6 separate regions of the Mus musculus genome follow, and all the other regions are linked to region 1. Evidence: chromatin contacts called from public HiChIP or PLAC-seq and promoter capture Hi-C data. All regions are on one chromosome and are shown on one strand. Each heading gives the region's core, a stretch centred on a gene start, on an enhancer-like site or on the middle of the called end of the contact. The rest is flanking DNA. Distances are from core to core; before and after follow the strand shown.

What was found. Promoter capture Hi-C pulls out the DNA fragments that hold promoters and counts their contacts. HiChIP or PLAC-seq counts read pairs in DNA pulled down with a chosen protein or histone mark. Capture Hi-C pulls out chosen DNA fragments and counts their contacts.
Region 2: a promoter capture Hi-C map of liver shows a contact between it and region 1, with 2.0 times the contacts expected there. The contact joins the promoter of Set here to the promoter of Rpl12 in region 1. A contact is called at or near these places in 1 of 39 promoter capture datasets (pre-B cells), 1 of 115 datasets of contacts at active chromatin or transcription factors (embryonic stem cells) and 1 of 9 other capture datasets (liver).
Region 3: a promoter capture Hi-C map of liver shows a contact between it and region 1, with 2.2 times the contacts expected there. The contact joins the promoter of Tbc1d13 here to the promoter of Rpl12 in region 1. A contact is called at or near these places in 2 of 39 promoter capture datasets (liver and neutrophils) and 1 of 9 other capture datasets (liver).
Region 4: a contact with region 1 is called in a promoter capture Hi-C map of pre-B cells, with 2.3 times the contacts expected there. The contact joins the promoter of Dolpp1 here to the promoter of Rpl12 in region 1.
Region 5: a contact with region 1 is called in a promoter capture Hi-C map of pre-B cells, with 4 times the contacts expected there. The contact joins the promoter of Cntrl here to the promoter of Rpl12 in region 1. A contact is called at or near these places in 1 of 39 promoter capture datasets (pre-B cells) and 1 of 9 other capture datasets (liver).
Region 6: a contact with region 1 is called in an H3K27ac HiChIP or PLAC-seq map of bone marrow-derived dendritic cells, with 8 times the contacts expected there. The contact joins the promoter of Traf1 here to the promoter of Rpl12 in region 1. A contact is called at or near these places in 1 of 39 promoter capture datasets (pre-B cells), 1 of 115 datasets of contacts at active chromatin or transcription factors (bone marrow-derived dendritic cells) and 2 of 9 other capture datasets (adipose tissue and liver).

What each region holds. Positions count from the first base shown.
Region 1 is chr2:32,960,200-32,963,590 of GRCm38.p6, reverse strand. Rpl12 (ribosomal protein L12) reads right to left here and starts at 1,879. Exons shown (of 7, transcript NM_009076.3): 1 at 1,752-1,879; 2 at 1,469-1,542; 3 at 919-1,017; 4 at 525-606; 5 at 8-94. The coding sequence starts at 1,788. Lrsam1 (leucine rich repeat and sterile alpha motif containing 1) reads left to right here and starts at 1,950. Exons shown (of 26, transcript NM_199302.3): 1 at 1,950-2,029; 2 at 2,336-2,547. It overlaps Snora65 (small nucleolar RNA, H/ACA box 65), which reads right to left and starts at 290; the gene lies at 173-290.
Region 2 is chr2:30,064,866-30,068,256 of GRCm38.p6, reverse strand. Set (SET nuclear oncogene) reads right to left here and starts at 1,783. Exons shown (of 8, transcript NM_001204875.1): 1 at 1,364-1,783. The coding sequence starts at 1,436.
Region 3 is chr2:30,131,868-30,135,258 of GRCm38.p6, reverse strand. Tbc1d13 (TBC1 domain family, member 13) reads right to left here and starts at 1,513. Exons shown (of 12, transcript NM_146252.3): 1 at 1,347-1,513; 2 at 389-462. The coding sequence starts at 1,369.
Region 4 is chr2:30,390,683-30,394,073 of GRCm38.p6, reverse strand. It overlaps Dolpp1 (dolichyl pyrophosphate phosphatase 1), which reads right to left and starts at 1,820. Exons shown (of 8, transcript NM_020329.4): 1 at 1,562-1,820. The coding sequence starts at 1,637.
Region 5 is chr2:35,107,752-35,111,142 of GRCm38.p6, reverse strand. It overlaps Cntrl (centriolin), which reads right to left and starts at 1,647. Exons shown (of 44, transcript NM_001379274.1): 1 at 1,514-1,647.
Region 6 is chr2:34,960,264-34,963,654 of GRCm38.p6, reverse strand. It overlaps Traf1 (TNF receptor-associated factor 1), which reads left to right and starts at 1,883. Exons shown (of 10, transcript NM_001326601.1): 1 at 1,883-2,131. Gm52552 (a long non-coding RNA gene) reads right to left here. Exons shown (of 3, transcript XR_003954034.1): 2 at 2,183-2,285. It overlaps Gm46733 (a long non-coding RNA gene), which reads right to left and starts at 952. Exons shown (of 2, transcript XR_001783275.1): 1 at 574-952; 2 at 350-467.

The sequences.
Region 1 (3,391 bases), core at 630-3,129:
CTCTTACCAGAAAGTTCTCTAGCCAAAGACCGGTGTCTCATCTGCCGGGCAATGTTGACAATCTCATCAAAAGTAATGTTCCCACTGTGTTTAACTGCAGAAAGCAAGTACAGGGCCTTTTACAGCTTCCCCTGTCTTCTGAGATCATGGCTCCATTTTACCTATCGCTGGGCTGTTCCCATGCTTTCGGCACAGAGCCATCCACATGTAGGACAGCCCTGTTTCCTAAAAGCTGGGGCTCACTGTCAGCTCACCACTGGATTGCACCAGCCAACAATACTGGTCAGGTGCAGTGGCGGGTGGCTGGGGCACAAGCAAGTCCTCACCAGCAGCCCTAACACGATTTTAGGGATGGAAACAGATAAAGTTAAACCCCTGAGGCACTGTTTCATTTCTGCACCCAGGAAAGGGAACAGACAACAGACGCCTACTGTGATCTCATTCCACCCCTAGGTCCCAAGAAAGGGGTCGACACAGCTGAGTAGCACACTGCAGCGGAAACCCAGGGAGTGGGGCCGACTCACTGTTCTTCTGCTTCTTCCTGTCTCTCGGTGGCTCCTTGAGGGCTTTGATGATCAGGGCTGAGGCAGAAGGCACCACCTCGATCTGCAAAGAGACTTGATGTGAACACAGCCCAGAAAACCAACCACCACCAGACACGCTAAAGGGCCCCGAAAAAACAGCTCGGCTAGCTAAGGTGCTTCCTGCTGGCCTCACCTCCAGAGTTGAATCCCTAGCATGGCGGACTCCTGCACCCTGGCACCTACTACTGACTTACAGTGAACCCTGTCGTATAGCCCTCCCACAAGGATAAAATCCGATTCACCGGGACAGGGAAATCTTTGCCAAGACCCATGATTCCTGAGGGCTGCTATCTCAACCCTTCCCTCAACCCCCCACAGCAAGCAATGTAAATACCTGGGCCTGTCTGTTCTGGATGGTCAGTTTCACTGTAATTCTGAGACCCTTCCAGTCACCGGTAGCCTTGGCAATGTCATCGCCAACTTTCTTCGGAGACTGTAGAAATAATAGCATTCGTTACCATGTGCCCAAAGTTGAAGCCAGGACCTTCAAGCTCACCGCCAGCCCTCCTCACCGTCCCACAGGAGCCTGCCCACAATGGCTCCACATCCTTCTTCACTAAGACAACTCTGCAGTAAGGGCTAACAAAGCAAAACACTTTCTGCTGCAATGGGGAACCCTCGGAGCTTTAAACACTAGGTTCCCGTGCGTTACCCACGGAGGCTAGTGGATTTAAGCAAGTCCAATGGCTGCCTCAACCGGGCTGTGGCACGAGCCTCCGTGCACGTGTTATCTCAGTTTTCCTTTGCGTCCCAAGTCCCAGCACCCACATCCCGGCCTGCACCAGGGACATGGTGGCCTCTTCTGCCCTCCACGGGGACAGAACACATCTACAGGCCAAACAGCATGCACGTTAGAGGTCTACGGCTCGGGAGCGACGACTTACCAGACCCAGAGGACCGATCTTCGGGGCCAAGGCGGATGTGGCGCCGACCTCGCCTCCGGTGCACCTCAGGTACACTGAAGAAAAAGCAAAATCAGAACCTCTGCGGCGCAGGCCGCCCTGCGCGCTGCCGTCGGGCTTCAGATGTCCCGGGCCAGGCCTTACCCTAAGGCGCACGGGCCGCCAGAGCGTCGGGCTCCCTCCCCTCTTACACACGTGGCAGCCAAGGCCCAAGGGAGACCCGCCAGGCCCCGGGACAGCACCCGGGCGCGGCGAGGGCACGCACCGACTTTGACCTCGTTGGGGTCGAACTTGGGCGGCATGGTGGAGGCGGCTGGTGTCGGATGAACCCGGATTCGGGACGACCGAAGAAAGTTGCACCGTTGCCTCCTCCGAGCCGAAAGCCGAAAAGACGGATCCTGCTCCGCCCACGCCGGATATAGGCGGAAAAGCTCAGCTCTCGCGAGAACCGCTGGCCCCACCCAGTCTCTGGGCGACACCCTGGTCGCCCTGTTTCTTATGGGCAGGCGTCTGCGGCAGAGGACTGCAGAGCTTGGTCTGTGGGTGAGCTCGGGATTCGGAAGGGGTAAATGTTCGGAGCACCTTGCCTGGGCAACAGAGTAGGGCTGCACCAGAGGTCCTGGTTCCTGGTCCACGTTCCCTTCTCTTGACGGTGACTCTGGAGCCCCTGGGACCCAGCCCAGGGCCCCGCCCCTCCCCTAAGGGATCTGCACCTGACTTGAGCGACCCTAGTACCAGTGCCACCCTAGTACCCTCCTAACCTGTTTGCGGTATGTGCATGTTAGTTACAGAAACAAACTATTCGAGTCTAATCACGAGTCTTTAATTCTGCAATTCCTTGGTTTCTAGAATCTCGAGACTTTGTCATCCTGAGTTGCGTGTCTTTCTGAAATTTAAAGTTTCGGTGCTCACTTCTATGTTTGAAGGAGACCGGACACCAGCTCAGCTTTTGGGGGCCAATGGTTTGTATCTGTGGCCAAGTCTTCGGAGTGACTGGCCTACCTTGAGGTCCACCCAAGAATCGGAACATCGGTGGAGGACCTCCCCATCCACAGAGCCAGGTTAGCCGCTGGCCAGCCCTGCCAGGGAAGGATGGGTGTGGTTCTTCCCAGCCAAGCTGGACCATCAGGAAAGTTCAAACCAGAACTGAACGAGCCCTGCTGAGAACGGTGAGGGAGGGGGAATTGGCAGAGATAGTCATTGAAGAAGGTATTTGGAAATGTAGATCTGGAGGATGGGGGCGAGGGAGGCTAGTCATTAGTGAGCCATCTGTAAGGGATTTAAGTCGTGGCCATCAGATAGGGATGGAGGGAGCTGTCTCTCAGGAGTGCTGCAATTGAGTGCGGAGAGTCCTGAGCAGGCCCTGCAGGCCCAGCAACCTCCTCTGACAGCCCACGCCCACAAATGGAGACCTGAAATCCCTCAGGACCACATGTGTCCTCTACTGCAAGGCTCCTCCAGCCCTCTTCTCCTTAGCAACTGTAATAGTACCTGAGTGCATTTGTCATGTGTGTGGTACCCTGTGGCAGAGTCTATGGCATAGACCTGACATACATGAAGTCACTGACCCCACAGAGGCCAGCATTGGCAACATTGCTCCATATTACAAATGAGGAAACCGGCTCCGACCAGTGACACAAAGTGACACAGCTAATGTCTTAGGTGTCAGAGCCCATGCCGTGAGTTACACACTTCCTCCAAATGATTATGTCCTTCCTATTGCTGGCCCTTAGACAGCACTGGAAGTTGCAGCCAGCTATGGGCAGCCAGCTACTGAATTCAGGACACAATGATTAACTTGGCTAAACTGGGAGGTCCAAGGAGCCGTGCAAGCGGCACAGGATCAGGACTTGAAAGGCAAGTGTCCCAGCCTGGTGTTTCTACAACCCAGGTCATATCACCAGA
Region 2 (3,391 bases), core at 534-3,033, 2.9 Mb after region 1:
AAAGGGGACATAAGACTCAACACTAATTACAAGCTCCTCTTCCTGATCCCAGGATGGGAACTGCAACAGTGAAGCTCACCACAAAGCATGCTCCCCACGTGTTCGAGCACGCAGTTGAGAATTACTTTCTCATTACCCTACCATTCACAAATTAAGGCATCTACTCCGCTACTCGGAAAAATGCTTCACTCCTGGATTACTTTTCAAAGAGTTTCGTTCGTTACAAAGGTGCAATCATTGGCCTTCATTATTAAAGGTGAATGAGAGGCTTCACCTCATTCAAGAATTTTTCATGTTTATTACTAATATTATACAATTGTAAGAGAAAGGGTGCCAGTGCCAGCTGCCACTTAGTGTGGAAACTAGTCCATGGCCATAAAACAAATTAGGATACTATCAACTGTTATAACTGCTTTAAAAAAATTTAAAGTGCTCTCAATTTGTTATGATTATCAATATACACCGACAAAGACCAGTTAGTCACCAAACTTCCCGGAGTCGTCTTCTCAGACTTAGAATGTAAACCTGACCTTACTCCTTCAACCCATTCTTGATGAGATTGGTCATCATATACGGCCGTGCAGTATTTCAGGACACTTCGTGGGAAAACCCTACTCAAAAACTTGGAGCCATAAAAAGGAGAGGGGGTGTGCTCCTATTTCGTGCCCTTTTGTCCGAGGGTTGTGAAGGCTTTTACAAAGCCAAGTGGGCGTGAAGGGGCCCGATCGCGCGTCTCATTTCCGGTAACCAGCCCGGGCTCTGCAGCTGTCCTGGGCTCGAAACGACCCTCCAGGCGAGGGCTAGGCGTCCTAAAGGCCCCTGAAGCCCCTGCATCATACGGCCTCGGGGCCAGATTCCTCGCACCCCCGGCGCGCCCGAGTGTGGCTGCCCCACGTGGGGTGCGCAACCCGCGCAGCCTGGAGCATCCTCCCGCCGGCTCCGCGCCCCTACCCCGCCCCAAACCCCGGTTCCCGGTTCCGCGGTAGCGCCGGCTCAGGGCGGGAAGCAGGGCGGCACTAGAGGCCCGGCCGCAAGGCTGCGTCCGGCCGCACCATGTGGCGGCGGTGGCGGCTGATGGGAGCGAGGCATCATGGCGGAGCACAATAAAGAGAGGCTTCTCGGGAGGGAGGGAGGGGGAGGAGAGCGCGGGCGGGGGGAAGGGGGGGTCTCCGCCCGCCGCGCAGGCCGCAGCGCCCCCGCCTCGGCCGCACCGCTCACCGCCACGGCGCCACCCCGGCCCCCCGGTCCCGGGCCGCACACAAAAAAGGCGCCGGCTCTCCGGCCCCCGCGCGCCCCCCGCAGCCCCGCGGTCCGGGCCGAAAGATGGCGGCGCGGCCGGGCCCCCGCCGCGCCCGGTCCTCACCTGAGGTCTCGTCGGCCCCGTCGTGATTGGAGTTGAGCTCCTTTTTACTGGCTTTGGCCGTCGGCGCAGACATGGTGCCCTCCGCGATCGGGGCGGGGAGCGGGGAGGGGGAGCGAAGGGACGGCCAAGGGGGCGGCCAGCGGCTTCCCCTCACGCCACACGCGCGGCGCCCGCTCGCTCCGGCCGCCTCCTCCCGGCGCTCACTTGCCTGCCCTCCCCCTGGCTGCCTGGCACTGCCCGCGGGGCCTGACGCGGAGGCAGGCCCGGGCGCGTTGTGGCGAGCCCCCGGCCGGGGCTCTCGCTGAAGGCGGGGAGGCGGCGGCGGCTCGGCTGGGCTCCTCGACTCGCGCCCCGCGCTCCGGCTCGCTTCTGGATTGCCCTGAGCCGCCTCCTCCTCCTCCTCCACCTCCTCCACCACCACCTCCTCCTCTTCCCGGCGAGGGGCAGGCCGCAGAGCGCAGGCGCGCCGGGCCTGCGCAAGTCCCGCCCCCGGCCGGAGAGGCTCGCGCCGTACAGCGATTGGCCGCGGCCGCGGGGCAGGGGGCGGGGCCGTGGCGGGTGGCGGCGGCGGCGGTGGGGACACTGGGGCCTGGACGAGAGGCGGGAGGAAGCGGCTCAGCGACGCATGGTCCTGCCCCCGCGCGGTGCTCCCCTCCCCCGCTCTCCCCTTCTCCAGCCGACCCGGGACATTTGCGCGCCGCGCGGTGACTTGAGAGGCGGGGCCTCCGTTCCCCAATACTCCATCACGTGGTGGCTCAGTGGCTTCCCTTAGCGGGGCGGCTGGGGGCTCTGGAGAGGGGGCGCGCGCAGCCCCTCAAAAGTACAGGCCTTAGGAGTACCCTGGCTACAATCAGGCGCCTGAGTTCTGCACCCGGGCACCTTCATTTTTTTCTAGATGGAGAAGCTGGGGACTCAAACTCTAGGCTGCTGTGCAGAGCCACACGCAAGCAGTTCCTCTATCCAGTTTACACGCGGGACCGGGTTTATGCATGGGCCAATTCAAGCCTCTGCCCTCGGTTCTGAATTTTTAAAAATCTGTTACATATTCACACTCAAAAGAACCACAGGAAAGTTCTCTGACTGTAGGAAGGACCTTTCTGCCACAGGTCCTTCTGCTCAACTTCGTACAGGTGTCCTGATCTCAGTGGTGAGGGAAGCACATTTTTGGTGATGACAAATGGGGAAATGTTTAAAAGTCAAAGGCTAAAACAGTAAAACAAACAAACAAACAAACAAAAACAGCTTTAGATTATTAAAAAGTCCTTAAGCACTATGTCGGAGGGATTTAATGGTTAAACACTGTTTTTCAGGACTTGAAAAGATAGTTCTCTGTCTACCTGGATCCCAACACGTGGTCCTGGAAATCCAGAAAGCTCTCTACCTGGTTCCTCTACCACTAGAGCTTGAACTATCCATACTCTCAGTATTCCCGTTTTATTATCAGCTCTTATACATAAAGCAATGTGGCTTTAAGTCAAGTCATTCATGGTGGGTAGACAATAAATGTAAAATACATCATATATATATATATATATATATATATATATATATATATATATATATATATATATATATACAGTCCATGGTGAGAGAATACAAATGTGCTCCTCCAAGTTTCCATCTCAACTCCAGGAAATTCAGCTAGGCCTTCCTGGTGGTGCACCTTATGCTCAAGTCGGTGAATTAATTGCACTCATCTGTTGCAATTGGTAAGCTTAAATCTGGCGACAACCTCTAAGGACCTCTAACCCACACAGCTCCCAAGCCTAGAGACCTCCAACACAGGCAACTGTGGACAGGCTTCTTAAAGAGGGAACGGTCTGACAAAAAGGAGAGCTATAAACTGTGACTAACATTTGCTAAAACTCAGGTGATGCCTTCACCAGGAATGATTCCTGATAGCCCTGTGAGGTCCTGGCACACAGTAGCAAAGAAATTCCACAAACAAAACAAGGACTTAGGCTGAGGCAGAGGCTAGCCTGGGCTACAGTGTCTAAGTGTCTAAAAGTAAAAGGGCTAGAGCATTAG
Region 3 (3,391 bases), core at 264-2,763, 2.8 Mb after region 1:
ATCTTGGGATGTTTTTACAGACGGGGTAAAAATCCAGCTATTGCTGTGCTGGAACATTAACCATGTGGGGGGCAAAGTCAAATGTGGTGGAAGTTCAATTCCTTAAAATTGGTGCTCTACGGCTTGAGTTTTAACACTAACCAAAGGTCACTCTCAGCTCTGATCCACAGCCAAGTAGAGAACCCGGGAACCACCCTGCAACTTCCTTAACTCAAGAAACGAGCTGAGAAATGCTGAGAGGCCTTCCCTAGGCACAAAGGGTTACCACCGGTGCAGTCTTCAGGCCACTTCAAGGGATTTGGGGGATCACCCCCCCCCCCCAGCTAAGGGCCAGCTTTCTGCCGGCAGGCAGGTTTCCAGGGAAACCCTGAGTAAAAGTGCATCTTACCACTAAAACTGAGTTCTCGAAGCTTTTCCAACACAATGGAGGGCTCCTTCAGGACATCCTGGAAATCTGCAATCCTTCAAGGGCAGAAAAGGAAACGCCAAGGTAACAGGCTTAATGACCACTCTTGCAGCCAGCCCAAAGATCTTTCACTCCCAACGGTCTCCAACTACCAGCTTAGGGAAGTGGACAATACAAGTTTCTTCCTCTAAGATCTGCCATGTCAACGAAAAGCCATGAGAGGTATTCTAATCCAAAGGGTTTGAAGTGAGAACTTAACATTAAGCACTGTCCACTGTTAGCGAGCTGGCATTTCCTGGGCACTTGCTGCGGCCAAGCCCAGCCCACAGCACACCACTACCCGAATTCACACAACCAAGCTTCCTGCAACCAGGAGTAATTGGATCCACAGACAACAGACTTGTACAATCTCCCCATGGCTCCCGAAGCTCTTGGCTGGGTAAAGGGGAGGGGGCACAGACTTCTCGGGCCTGCCCTCAGGCAAAGACAAAAGACTAAAAATTAGTCCTGGAGTGACCAGAATTTAGCGGGCGTTGCAAGATGTGCCTGGGGTGGGGGTAGGAGGTGGATTTAAGAGGCCAGATTGGAGAACCTGGATCCCCTGGTGTTTCTCATGAGCATGGAGCACAGGGACAGGGGCATTTGGGGGCGGGGGAAGGTGCGAATCCTAGAGCGAGGAAGCGGGGAGGGTAATAGGGGGCTGGACAAGGGAGACACTAGGGAAAGGGGTCCCGAGTGAGAGAGAAAGAAAGGTGACACTGAGGTAAGAGAAGCATCTCTGCTTCTCGCCTCTGCCACACAGGCAATGAGACCGTAAGGGGGCTCGCCGCCGGGGGAGGGGGCTGTTCTTGGCCGCACATGCGCTGAGCAGCTCTCTCTGTGCGAAGGCCCGGCCTGGACGGAGCGGTCTGGGTGCAGTCTTGACCTCAGGTCTCCTTACCGGCTCTTGTGCAGACTCGACATGGTGTTGACTTCCGGACTCCCGAGCTGCTTCTGCAGCCCCAGCTGCCGCCACCGCCACCGCCCCCCTCCCTCCGGGGACACGGGGCGCTGGGCAAAAGCCTCCGGCAGGAAGCAGAACTTGGAGCGTGCGCGTTCCGCGGGGGCGGGGCCGCGCTGGGTCCGCCCAAGGGTCACGTGACGGGGACTTCTTTAAGGCTAGGCAAACCGTCAGTTGAGCGTCAGGACGGCGTGACTGTCAGTGATCCCGCTGGCTATGAGTCTCCCGCCCTCAGTTTCTGATTACTGAATACACTTGTCTATCTCTCTCACTCCCTGTCATTAACTGCGGTACAGTTGTTTGGTTGATTGAACTAGTTGTTTGAACTAGACTTAGTCTCCGGTGTGGTCTCATTCAATGTCGAGTCCTTCCTTATGGAAATGACCCTGTTGCTCAGTAAATACCTCTCGGAGGAGCCGGAGGAGTACAGCTCAAGGTTTCCTTGACTTTGGAAGTTCATAAACTAGAATTCTGGCAAGCCTGGCGGTGGTAGCTCACGCCTTTAATCCCAGCTAGAAGCAGGAGGATCTTTGAACTGACCTACAGAGTTCCAGGACAGGAAGAGCCACACAGAGAAACTCTGTCTTGAAACTCCTCCCCTCCCCCGCACTCCCATCCCCAAGTAGAATTTCTGTAATTGCACAATTTTAAAGCAATAGAAAATGAAAAACAGGAGCTAAGGGTGTAACTCAGTTGGTAAACTCAGTTGTGAGTGTGAACTTAAAAGAGCAACTATGAAAATCATTGGCTAGCATGCACGAAACCAGGTTTCAGGTTCAGCACTCCTTGTAGCTGGATTTGGGGAAACATGCCAGTAATGCCAGCATTTGAGAGGTGGAAGCAGGAAGATCAGAAGTTGAAGGTTCAAGAAGTTCACTCTGCTAGAAGTGAATTCGCTGTTGATGCTCCAGGGAATAAAGCACTCACGTGAGCGTGAGCTCTGGCGTTTGGATCCACAGAATTCATGAAAGAGCTGCCAAGAGGGGCGGGAATGTGCAAGGTTTAGACGGCAAACAGACTCGCTGGACTACCTTCAGTGAATAAAGGGGAGAGCCATCAAGGAAAGCAAATGGCCTTTAGGTCAGGGCCCCTATACACACGTTATTGCTACACATATTTGCACACACAGGCACACAATTTCTTCTGTAAATTATGTGTATGGGTGCTTTGCCTGCATGTATGTCTGTGCACCACTTACCTGCCTGGAGGTCAGAAGAGTGTTGGATTCCTGTGGAACTGGAGTTGTAGATAGTTGTGAGCTGGGAAATGAACTAGACCCTCAGAAAGAGTAACTAGAGCTCTTAACTTCTGAACTATTTCTTCAGTACCCCTCCCACACACACACAATGTTTTTTTTAATTTAAAAAAGAGAGCTGGGGGCTGGAGAGATGGTTCAGTGGTTACGAGCACTACTGCTCTTCCAAAGGTACTGAGTTCAATTCCCAGCAACCACATGGTGTCTCACAACCATCTGTAATGAGATCTGATGCCTTCTTCTGGTCTATCTGAAGACAGCTACAGTGTACTCATATACATAAAATAACTAATTAAATCTTAAAAAAAAAAAAAGCCCAACGTGGTGGCACAGGCCTTTAATCCCAGAACTCGGGAGGCAGAGGCAGGCAGATTTCTGAGTTCAAGGCCAGCCTGGTCTACAAAGTGAGTTCCAGGACAGCCAGGGCTACATAGAGAAACCCTGTCTCGAAAAAACCAAAAAAAAAAAAAAAAAAAAAAAAAAAAAGTATTTGCAGAGTGACATACTTCCTTCAATAAGGCCACATCTCCTAACAGTGTCATCTCCTGTGGCCAAGCATTCAAACACATGAGTCTGTGGGACATTCCTATTCAAACTACCACAACCACCCTTTGTTAATTTGAAACCCAAACTCACTACTCTCAGTGCGGTCTGGACTCACCACCAACTCTGTTCACCTTTTCAAGTTTGCTCTTTTTTTTCTTGAACCTTGATATTCCATATAAGGTGA
Region 4 (3,391 bases), core at 571-3,070, 2.6 Mb after region 1:
TCTGTACTTTAGGGTAGTGACAAGGTCTCCATAACCTACTGTCTTGAGTGTAGCAATGTAGGACACGCCACAGGACTCAGGCATGAAGGAAGCATGTTCAGTGTAGTGAGCGACATCAAGTGCAGGGGTACCTTGCCAGATATCCTCGGGCTCAACCAGCCCCCACAGCACACACAGCCTTGTATGTGTTATGGTGTTCACAGCTGCAGGCTCTTCTCACCTGAAAGGCCATGAGCCCTCCAAGAAGCTACTCTGACGCCAAGGACGGAGAGTCGGGAAGCTGTGGAGACCCCAGTCAGGTCTCTCCCCTTCACCAGGCCTGTTTTCCCTCCTCAGGGGCAGAGACTTTCCATAGAACAAGAGTGCAGGGACTTCATCATTCCAAACCCCGAGCTGGCCCAGGGCCTTGCACCCGGGAGATGCTATGCTAAGGGAATGCAGAATGAATGGATGGATGGGTGGTTGGGTAATGAACAGGCACTTTGATAGGGCCCATCCCTGGACTGCCACACCTTAAGTATAACCCAGAACACCCAGAGGCAAAGTTCTCCTGGCCTGTGGCCCTGTGTTCTCAGCAGACCCAAGTTCTCAGGCCCTCTACCCAAGAGGACAGGCCCTTCCTGGACAACCAGAGGCCAGCAAGGGGGCCCCGGCTGCTCAGCAACAAACATTTATCCAGGGAGGGTGCTGGCAAGCTAGAGAGATAAACTACAGGTATTTACTGGGTGTCCACTGTGGGCCAGGCTCTGTGCCCAGCACCTCTTAGGCCTGTGGTCATTTGAGTCACACACCATTACAGAAAGGAGACACTGTACTTGGAGCCACTTAAGATGAAGTGACTGGAGGGGTGGTGCCTACCCTGGAGCCCGGAAACGTCTCACCCCAAGGCCTAAGCTCCGCTCCGCTCCACTCTATGGAGCCGAGCCGGAACTTCAGAACCATGGCTAATGGACCTTCCCACCAGAGAGGCGGGCACTCCCAGAGGCGTGTCAGATGGAAGCTCTTACAAGTCAGGCTCCCAGGGGCTGCATGCCCCCTTGGCGGCTGGCCTCTGCCGCGCTGCTCAGGGCGTGGCGCCGCAAATTCTCCCAAACCTGGCCTGGGTTTGCACACTCCCTGCAACTGGGAGCTTTCTCCAGTGAGCAGCCCGCAGCGTAGTGAAGGAAACTGTCACTCCCTGCACAGCCGAGCAGGAGTGCGGCCTCTCTGGCTCGGGGGAGGGCGGGGCACAAGGGACAAAGTCCAGGCCCAGATCCTCGCCCGCCCTATCCAGACCCTCCCCCGGCCCAGGACAGCCCACCAGCACCCCGGGACCCCGGAGAGCGACTCGGCCGCGCAGCCGCAGAGCACACGAGCGAGCCGCTCGCAATTTCTCCCTGCTCATCGCCGCCTCACTGCGCCTGCGCGGCGCGCGCGCCGGCCGAGCCCCTCCAAGGCTCGCTGTTTGACAGTTCCCACCGCGGTTCCAAGGCGCCCCGAAGGCGGTCCGCGCGGCCCGGAACGCCCGGGGCTGTGGCGGCAGCTCGAGGAGAACGTCCTCGGAGCCGGGGCAGGCTCTTACCTGCAGGGTATTCGACGTGGGTGAGGGTCACTGGCCGCCATGAAGCGGGGAGCGAGCACTGTCCGTCCGCTGCCATCTTACCCGGAGACCGGGCTTCGCAGAGCAGCCAATGGGGAGCAAGGGGGGCGGTGGTCCTGACCTATCACGCCGGGGAGACGCCACGCACCCAATCCGAGGCCGATTGCAGGTAGTGGCGCAGCCATTCAGTGTGCAGGTCGTGAGGCTGGCCCGTGCGGCGAATCAGAGAGCGGGGACTCGCGCAGCTTTGCCAGTGTCCAATCCCGTGCGAGTTCAGGTAGTTGACTAACCAATCAAGAGAATGGAGCACTCGCAGCGCAGGACAGAGCGCAGAACAGCCAATCAAAAGGTAAGCTTAGCTCGGCGTGTGGGAAGGGCGAGCCAATCAGGCGCTATCTCGGGGGGCGTGTTGTACTTTGGTGGGAGCTTTGGTTAGGCTGGCACCTGCGCCCAGAGTTAAAGCTCCTGAGAACCCAGAGCGCAGTGGAGGAGCAGCCTCAGCACCACCGGGTCTCAACCGACCCATTTGGAAAACAAAAATGTGTTCCTCACTATGAAGGCTAGGCTTGCCCCAGCATCATTCTGCCTCGTCCTCCAGGTTCTGGCTTCCTGTCCATAAATGTAAACTGAAGTCAAAGACCTAGTGCAGTTTTTTATTGCCCTTTACTGACAGACAAGAGGTGCAGTTCCGCAAAGGAACTTTTCTGTTAAAAAAAAATTATTGGTCCTCACTTCTGGGATGTAGCACATATTGTAGATATCTTAGATGGGATGCTATACGTTTCAATTACGCCGTAGCGTAGTGAGGCCACTTGGGACCATTTTCAGTATAATCCAGATGTTCCATCTACCCTTCTCTGTTTCCCCATTCTTGAAGAAACATTCTTGAAGAAACAGCCACACCTCCCACCCACGTCCCCTTTCTGAACCAACTCTCTCCAGACAGACCTACTTACTGTCTAGGCCAGATTCCAATTCCTCAAATTTCTCTGCAAGGAATGGGCACACACACTCCTGCCCCATTTGCCTGGCCCAGGCTGACTTGTCAGTTCATAGCTTCAGGTTCTGAAAATTAAGAGAAGGGCCTCCACAGAAGCAGGGGGATCTCTGTGAGTTGGAAGCCAGTCTGGGCTACCTCAGAAAGGGGGTGGGGGAGTTCCAGTGGTCTCCCACAATTGCACCTCCTTTGCCTACCTCATCTCTGGCTACACTTGACTGTAATTATTTCCTTGTCTGCCTCTGCCAGTATGCAACGGTTCTCTGACCTCTGACTAAGGCCCAGAGCATGTACAGTAAAAAAATAAAAATAAAAGCAGGTTCCGGGTCTGCCTTAGACCTGGGGGTACCCAGTAGGTCTAGGTTGGAGCCTTGGCCCTCCATATTCTATGTTCTGAGGTCACTAGCTACAGTGGCTTAGTCTGGCAGCCCGTGGAAGCCAGAATTGTAGGTTACTCTAAGTAGGCTGGGGACTCAGAATCCCCCAGTGGTGTTCAGCTTGTCTTCCGTCTCCCTACCCAGCCTGAACTTATCCAGCTGGGCCCACCTCCTAGTCACCTGCCCTTAGCTCTCTCTCTCAGGCAAAGTCATTATTAGCCTTTGAAAGAAAGAGGTGTGAGACGTGGTCATGAGCTTCCTAGAATAGTTCTCTGAGAGAGAGGGCACCCATGGAAGGTCAGGCTGCCTTGCCCTTCTTCAGAGTCCCAGAAACACAGAGAGAGCATCCCTAAGGAAGTGACAAGATGAAGAACTGAAAATGTGTGGGAGTTATTGGGGCGAGTCTCCAGCAGGAAGAAAAGCTGGACTTCTTGTGGG
Region 5 (3,391 bases), core at 398-2,897, 2.1 Mb before region 1:
ATGTTCCTCTACTTCCTCTAAATGTCAGCGCTCCTCCACAATTCCTTTTTGTTCCCTTTAAACATCACCTTGGGCAACCTAATGTAGACCCTCAGTTCTCAAACGTACAGCTAATTTTTAGGAAAAAAAATATTTAGTGAGATAGTATATTAAGTAGTTTTCAATCCAATGACAAGTTGGTATCAGAAAAGGATATTGTAATAGAATGTTGCATACAAATCTTTATATAAGTTGAATTTGGCCTGAGGCTGCTTTCCTTTGGCCTTGAGTTTCCCTATAGCCAAATACTACCTTCATGTACAAAACGAAACTGAAAGCCCAGTTTAACAATATACTTTTGAAAAAACTAGCTGAGTGTGGTATCAGACCATCTTCAAATAAGACAAATGCTCATCTGCAACCAACGAAGCTGTCCTTGCAGATTCTATTTCTGTCCATAAGTGCTGTCCATTCTCAGAACCCTGATTCACTGAGAGGGTCAGCCTATGAGATAGTGTGTGTTTCTACATGCAGACTTCACAGGAGCTATGGCAACTCAGGGAGGGAAGCAGGGGTGTGGAACCATCACTTAATCTTTCAGTGATCCAGGTTTCTGGAACCCACTGAATACTTCCCTAATTCTATAGGAATCATTACTTAGAAGTAATAATTTACTAATCAGGGGAAGTAACATAGGACCTCATAATAATTTAATGAGGATTTGATAAGAATAATTCTAGATGGTTTATAATTTCAGATTTTTTAAGAGAAGACTATGATGTAGGATACAAAATAATTGAATTGTCTAGTGATATAGAATGCACTGCAACCAGAGACATGGGAGCCAAATAAACCCTTTCCTCCCGGAGTTGCTTTCTGTCACAATGTCTTACCACAGCAATGGAAACCTTAACTAAGACATCTAGGAAGTGGTTAAGGGACATGCCCAGAGCCCCAGTGAGATGGCTCGGTGGGTAAGGGCATTTTCTGTGCTAATTTGACGTTCTAAGTTCTGTATCTGTAGCCCACGGAAAAGTGGAGAAAACCCGACTCCACAAAGTTGTCCTTTGCCCTCCATATGCGCATCACGATATGTGTCCCGTGTCCGTCCCCCCACCCCCATCATCCACACATGCTTCAAAAAGGAAAAAAGGAACAAGCTCAGAGTCACAGAACTGAGGTTAAACAGCAGAGCCCTCAGGACCGCCAGCCCATCTCCATCGCAGTTATCCCGCAGACGGTGACACACCCCGGCACTCTTCCCTCTCTGCGGGAACCTCATCCTTCTAAGCGCCGCACCCCAACTTTGCGACTCAGCAGCGCCCCGACCTAGGCTGTGCACGCCTCTCCTCCCCTGCCCTCCCTCCCCTGCCCACGCCGGCCCCGGCCCTCCTCCTTCCCGTCCAATCCCCTTTCCAAGCACACTCCCCCGCCCCGAATGCGTCCGGAGCCGGCACACCTCACGCTGGACCAGGGCTTTCCGGCCTTTGCCGCCCGCCACCCAGGCTCGGTCCGGACGCCGAAGTACACTCACCGCCTCAGCACGGGAAGGAACGGCCTAGCGGGAGGGGCGAGGCGGAGACGCCGGGATACTTCCCCTCAGGAGACCGACAGCACAGCAGCCATTTTGTTGTGTTGTGCCGGTTGCCGAGAGGGCCAGCTTGGTGTGGGCGGGGCTTGTTATCGCCACGCCCCCGACACGGACTAGTGGACGGGACGGGGCGGAGGCGCTTCCCGCCACCCTTGCCGCCTCTGCGCGCGCTCAATTTGGGGGTGCGAAGCTTCCGGGTATGAACCTGGCGGGCTGTGGTCAGCCCTCTGGGCGCCGAGTCTGTGAGGAGAGATTTTTTCCACTGAAGCAATGGGGGAAGGCTTACGTTCCTCTCCCTAAGGCAACAACCGGAGGAACCAGTATGGAGATGTTCACAGCATTCGATCTTGGGATGATGGAAGGCAGGCCTTGAGCTCTCCCGTGTCTCGATGCACACTATCCTTTACGCGACTATTTTGGAGGCAAATTGTCATACTTGGAAACTGATCGAGCCGGACGTGGCTGCACCTCAAGACTGCTTGGGCTCCAGTGACCATTCACTTGAGCTATATGATCCTAGGATTCACAGTCCAAGAGTGCCCCTTATGTTAGTACAAAAGAACTAAAGCAAGCATTTACAGAGACTTGAGCAGATCATGCCCCAAAGAGCAGCCTTCTACTGTATTTCCTAATTGTCTGCACCATGTGCTTGCGGAGGCCAGAAGAGGGCATCAGATCCCACATAACTGCAGGTACAGACCTTTGTGAGCTGCCATTTGGGTAGAGGAATCGAACCTGGGGCCTCTGGAAGAGCAGTTATATGCTCTTAAGCACTGAGCCATCTCTGCACCCTCTCCATCATCTTTCTTAACTACCTTGTTCTCCAGTCAGGCATTAACGTTTCCTTTCTTTACCACAAACTTCCTGGCTCATTTTTCTAACACTTTTACAAATTTCCTTTCTGCCTCAATTTCTACTCTCATGTAACATATAATCGTCCCCATTTCCAGCAGTTAACCTTAATGATTTGAAAGAACTTAGAACAGTAGCTGATAAGTCTAATTTTTATCATTAAGCAAGACTTCTTAGAAGTCAACTTTCATCTTAACTCTGAAAGAAGAGTTTAACCAAGGGCAGGTGTTTGCTTGGCAAAGAGAACAGCTTGTACAAACCCCAGGAAGGATTGGGAAAGTTGGCAATGAGCTGGACATTAAGTAATTCAGGGCGGTTTGAAGAAAACATAAGTAATGCACAAATGCAGTTCAGTATGAATTATGCAAACGTCTGGTGTGGTGACGCTAAATATGAAGGGGAACCTTTTAAGCAGCATGAAGCCTGTTTGTAGAAGCTGAGGTCGTTTGACCTAATGGGAAGTTCTGATCATTTCCAGCAGGAGGCACTATTGGATCTGGTGGGCATGGTCCTCTCTTTCTCCGCAACTTTGCAGCACAATTTTTGGCTGTTGGAAAGCAAACTCTATGCAAAGATCTATTTAACCTTGAAAGGACTTTGGACCTATTTTCAGACAAAGTTCAGATGTTAGGTATTAGTTCAGTGTACATTGGTGAGATTCTGGTCTTTGGTACTTGTCTTTCAGCCAGAGACTTGGATTAATTGCACAAACTCATGATTGTTTTCCCTAATCTGTAATGGCATTCAGATGAGTTCCATCGTCAGATTACACTGTGCCAGAGTCAATTCATCAGTCCAGTCAGTAGTCATCAAAAAGTACACACAAAATCCAGGGGTCTCTCTCGGAACACTCATTTTTCTCTGCTTTCATGTTGCCCTATTTTCCTCCTTTATAGAGATATAGTAACTAACCTTCTCTGGGTCTAGCATGGTGGAAATCTTGGTTGTACCTCCAGCCTCAGATACTTG
Region 6 (3,391 bases), core at 634-3,133, 2.0 Mb before region 1:
TGAGTGAGAAGGAAATGGGCGGAGACATACATGATCACGTGCTCACACGAGCATGCGCTTCTCTGTATAACTAAAGACAACCTTATGCTTCTGATCCCCTTCACCCATATTCGGGGTGTTTGACTCCACGCCCAGTTTCATGTGGTGCTGGGGAGAGAAGCCAGGTCCTCAAAAGTACCAAGCAAGTTCTTCATCAGCTAAGCTATGCCCCGTCGCCCTTGTCTGCTTTCCTGATCCTCCCACACAGCCCCAGTCACAGCCTACCAGATATGAGGCCTTTGCCAGGGAGACGATTCCTCTTATGAAACTTATCTTTAGAAAAGTAAAACAAGTGACCTGGGTAGAGGCGAATGGTCTCCAAATGGTTTATTTTCTTTCTGAATCCAAAGCTTCATCCATGCTCGGCTTTTGATTTCCACTGCCTGGCTGATCCCTGGGCACTTAGTGATCCTCCGGTGATGCCCACTCTGTTTCAAGAGCCCCCAAATTTAAGCCGGGTGACTACAGATGAGTTTTGGGTACTTTCCGAAATTAAACTATTTCCCTTGGTAAATTTCCAGCATATGAACTCACTCATCTGAAAACAGGATGTGGCGCGTGAAGTGTGAGGTCAGACTGCCTGCTCTTTTTTCTTTACCCTAGGGCAGAGAGGAAAGAGGGGTGGTCCCAGAAAGGTGAGACCAGAGAGGGGATCTTACAACGTCCACACTTGAGAAATGTCACTTCACCAATTGCACTTGAGAATCGGCGACTTTTATGTGCAAGAGGTAGATCAGCCATTAAAGCTAGGGTCACAACCAAAAACTAAGAAAGAACCAGTGACTTTTAATGTCAGAGACACAGGGAGCTCGTAGACTCCGTTACTGTTAGAATTCAAAGGCCCACAGCGGGCTGAGTGGCATATGCCTGTGATCCTAGCACTTGAGAAACTGAGGCAGGAGGCTTACCAATTCTAAGCCAGCCTAGACTACATAGCAAGACCCTGTCTCAAAAAATAAAATAAAATAAAATAAAATAAAATAAAATAAAAGCAGATGAATGGAAGATCCTTAGAGGTCACCTCTGACCATGCTTGCACAAATCACAGAGGTTGTATTTCGTGTTCCTGAGACACAACACTTGCCTTCAGGCAGACATCCCCTTTCCAAGTCAAGCCCCAGAAGTCTTTATTCCACCAGCCACCCAGATGCAGTATCACCTGCCTGCTAGAAACCTGAAGCCAACAGCAGACCTGCTATGGGAGGGAGACATACACACCTCCCTCATCCAAACAAAAGCCCAACCAAGTAGGTCCTGTGCTTGGGAAGCTGAGGCAGGAGCATGGCTTACAGTTTGGAGTCTTCAGGGCTACACGGGAAGACCTTGTCTCAAAACAAACAAATCAATCAGTTAGAAATCAAGTAAGGAGCCCAAGCCAAATTAACCAGATAAAGAAACACTGACCATCTGACCAGGAGCCAGCGGACATCTGCGGACAGACGGCACCCTTGTGAGATTGCTGGTTTGCAAAAATTACACCAGTTGGTTGGTTGGTTTTTTAATCTTTTAAACTAAACTTATATCCTGACACTAAGTTCCCTAACTCTTTGGAGTAAGAGTGAGTGAGTGTGTGTGTGTGTGTGTGTGTGTGTGTGTGTGTATCAAATGCTGCGTGTGTTTAGCTTAAAAAGCACAACCACTTCCCTGCTTCACCCAGTTTCTTTAGCGCCCAATGCCAAGAGCACTGCACTATCACACTGCCATCTGCATTGTTCACAGAGATTGGCAGAGTTTACCGGGTGCTGGGCTCTTAACAAGAATCCACTGTGGTAAAGCTTGCTGTTTTTCCACTCTTGCCTTGCGGCACTTCAGGCTGGAGCTCAATGTTGTTTGTGTGTGTGCTGAGTATCTCAGGAGTGCAGCCACTGATGGAATGCTAGGAGTCAGCTAGCACCAGGACCCCAACAGAAGCACTCCAGTTCTGTTTCCTTGAGGGAGGAGCGATCAGCCCGCCCCCCGGCCAGCCTCCGAAGCCAGCCCAGCTCAGTCCCACCCGCCTGCCCAGCCCAGCTTCCCTTGGCTTCCGCCAGCCCAGCCCGGTTCTCTGCCCCAAGGACGCTACCGCCCGGTGCGAGCAGAAGGCGGCGCACAGGTTGGTTGCCCGTCCCCCGCGGGTCCCCAGGGTCCCCAAGTGCGACCATACTCAGCCTCTCTCCCTTCCTGAGCGGTGCTCTGGTCCTTAAGCTGTCACTTCGGTTCTGCCCTCAGCTCTGAGCTCGTTCTGATGTGGCAGGGGACATCACCTGCTGAAGGAAAGGGGGCAGGTAGGCAGGAATTCATAGGTAGGCGACTAGACAGCATGTCCAGGCTAAAGGCAGCATGTAGGCCATGGGATCCCAATCTGGACACTGTCACCGAGATGTTCCAAAGTGTGGGGTGTGGCCCAGGTGGGTCCCCAAAGACTAGAAGGAGGATGAGACGCCTCTGTTCAGCAGATAGATTGTCCATTCTGGGAGCCATGGAGATGAGACTAAGGAAGATGGAGGTGAGAAGGCGGTGAAAGAGACCTGTAAAAAGCCACCGCAGTGTAAAAAATAACTCTGAAGGGTGTGAAGGAAAGTGCTGTCATAGAAAGGAAGGCTAGAAGTCCACTGGCCTGCTTCTGATGGGACTGAAATTAGGGCAGGCCCGGAGCATTTGACAGTGTGTGGGCTTATGACAGGGCTGAGTAGATTCCCTGGAGTTTCAGCAGCTGTGCTGACAATCTTCTTTAAACTTTGTATTGCAGTGTGAGAAGAGAGAGTGGATATGGGAGAAGAATTTGGGATAATTGCCAAGCTCATTTTAAAGCACAGGTCTGGTCTCAGTCCTTCCTGCCTCTCTAGCTTTAAGGTCTTGAGCAAGTCACTCAATTTATCTGTGCCTTGGACCCCTGGGCTATAGAGTAGGGGAGGGTCTCCAAAGACTGGAGGGAAATATTGACAAAATGTTTGTTAAAGTACTTAAAACGAGGCTGGAACTGTGGCTTGGTTAGCAAGCACTTGTACGCAGCCTTGGGTCTGATCCCAGTACTGAGAAAAACAAACCACTTTACAGGTAGCACCAGAGCAGCAGTGCCTGTTGTCTTAGCCCACAGCCGTGTGGGAGTATTCTAATGCTGGTAGCAGGAGCTGGGAGATGAGCTGGAGTGGGGGGGGGGGGGCGCCCGTCTAGGACAAGAGAAAAGGATCCAGAAGGTTGGGTGCTTCCCTTGTGTCCCAGTCGGAAAAGGAAAGGACATGTGGGGTGCAGGGGGTTGCTGGTCAGGCTGAGGACGGAGTTAAGGGAATGCCTTTCTGAGAGCAGGCAAGGAGATGAGAGATCATTAGCTGAGCAGGCTGGGGAGGATTCAGTTGGAAGTCTGTAGGATGGA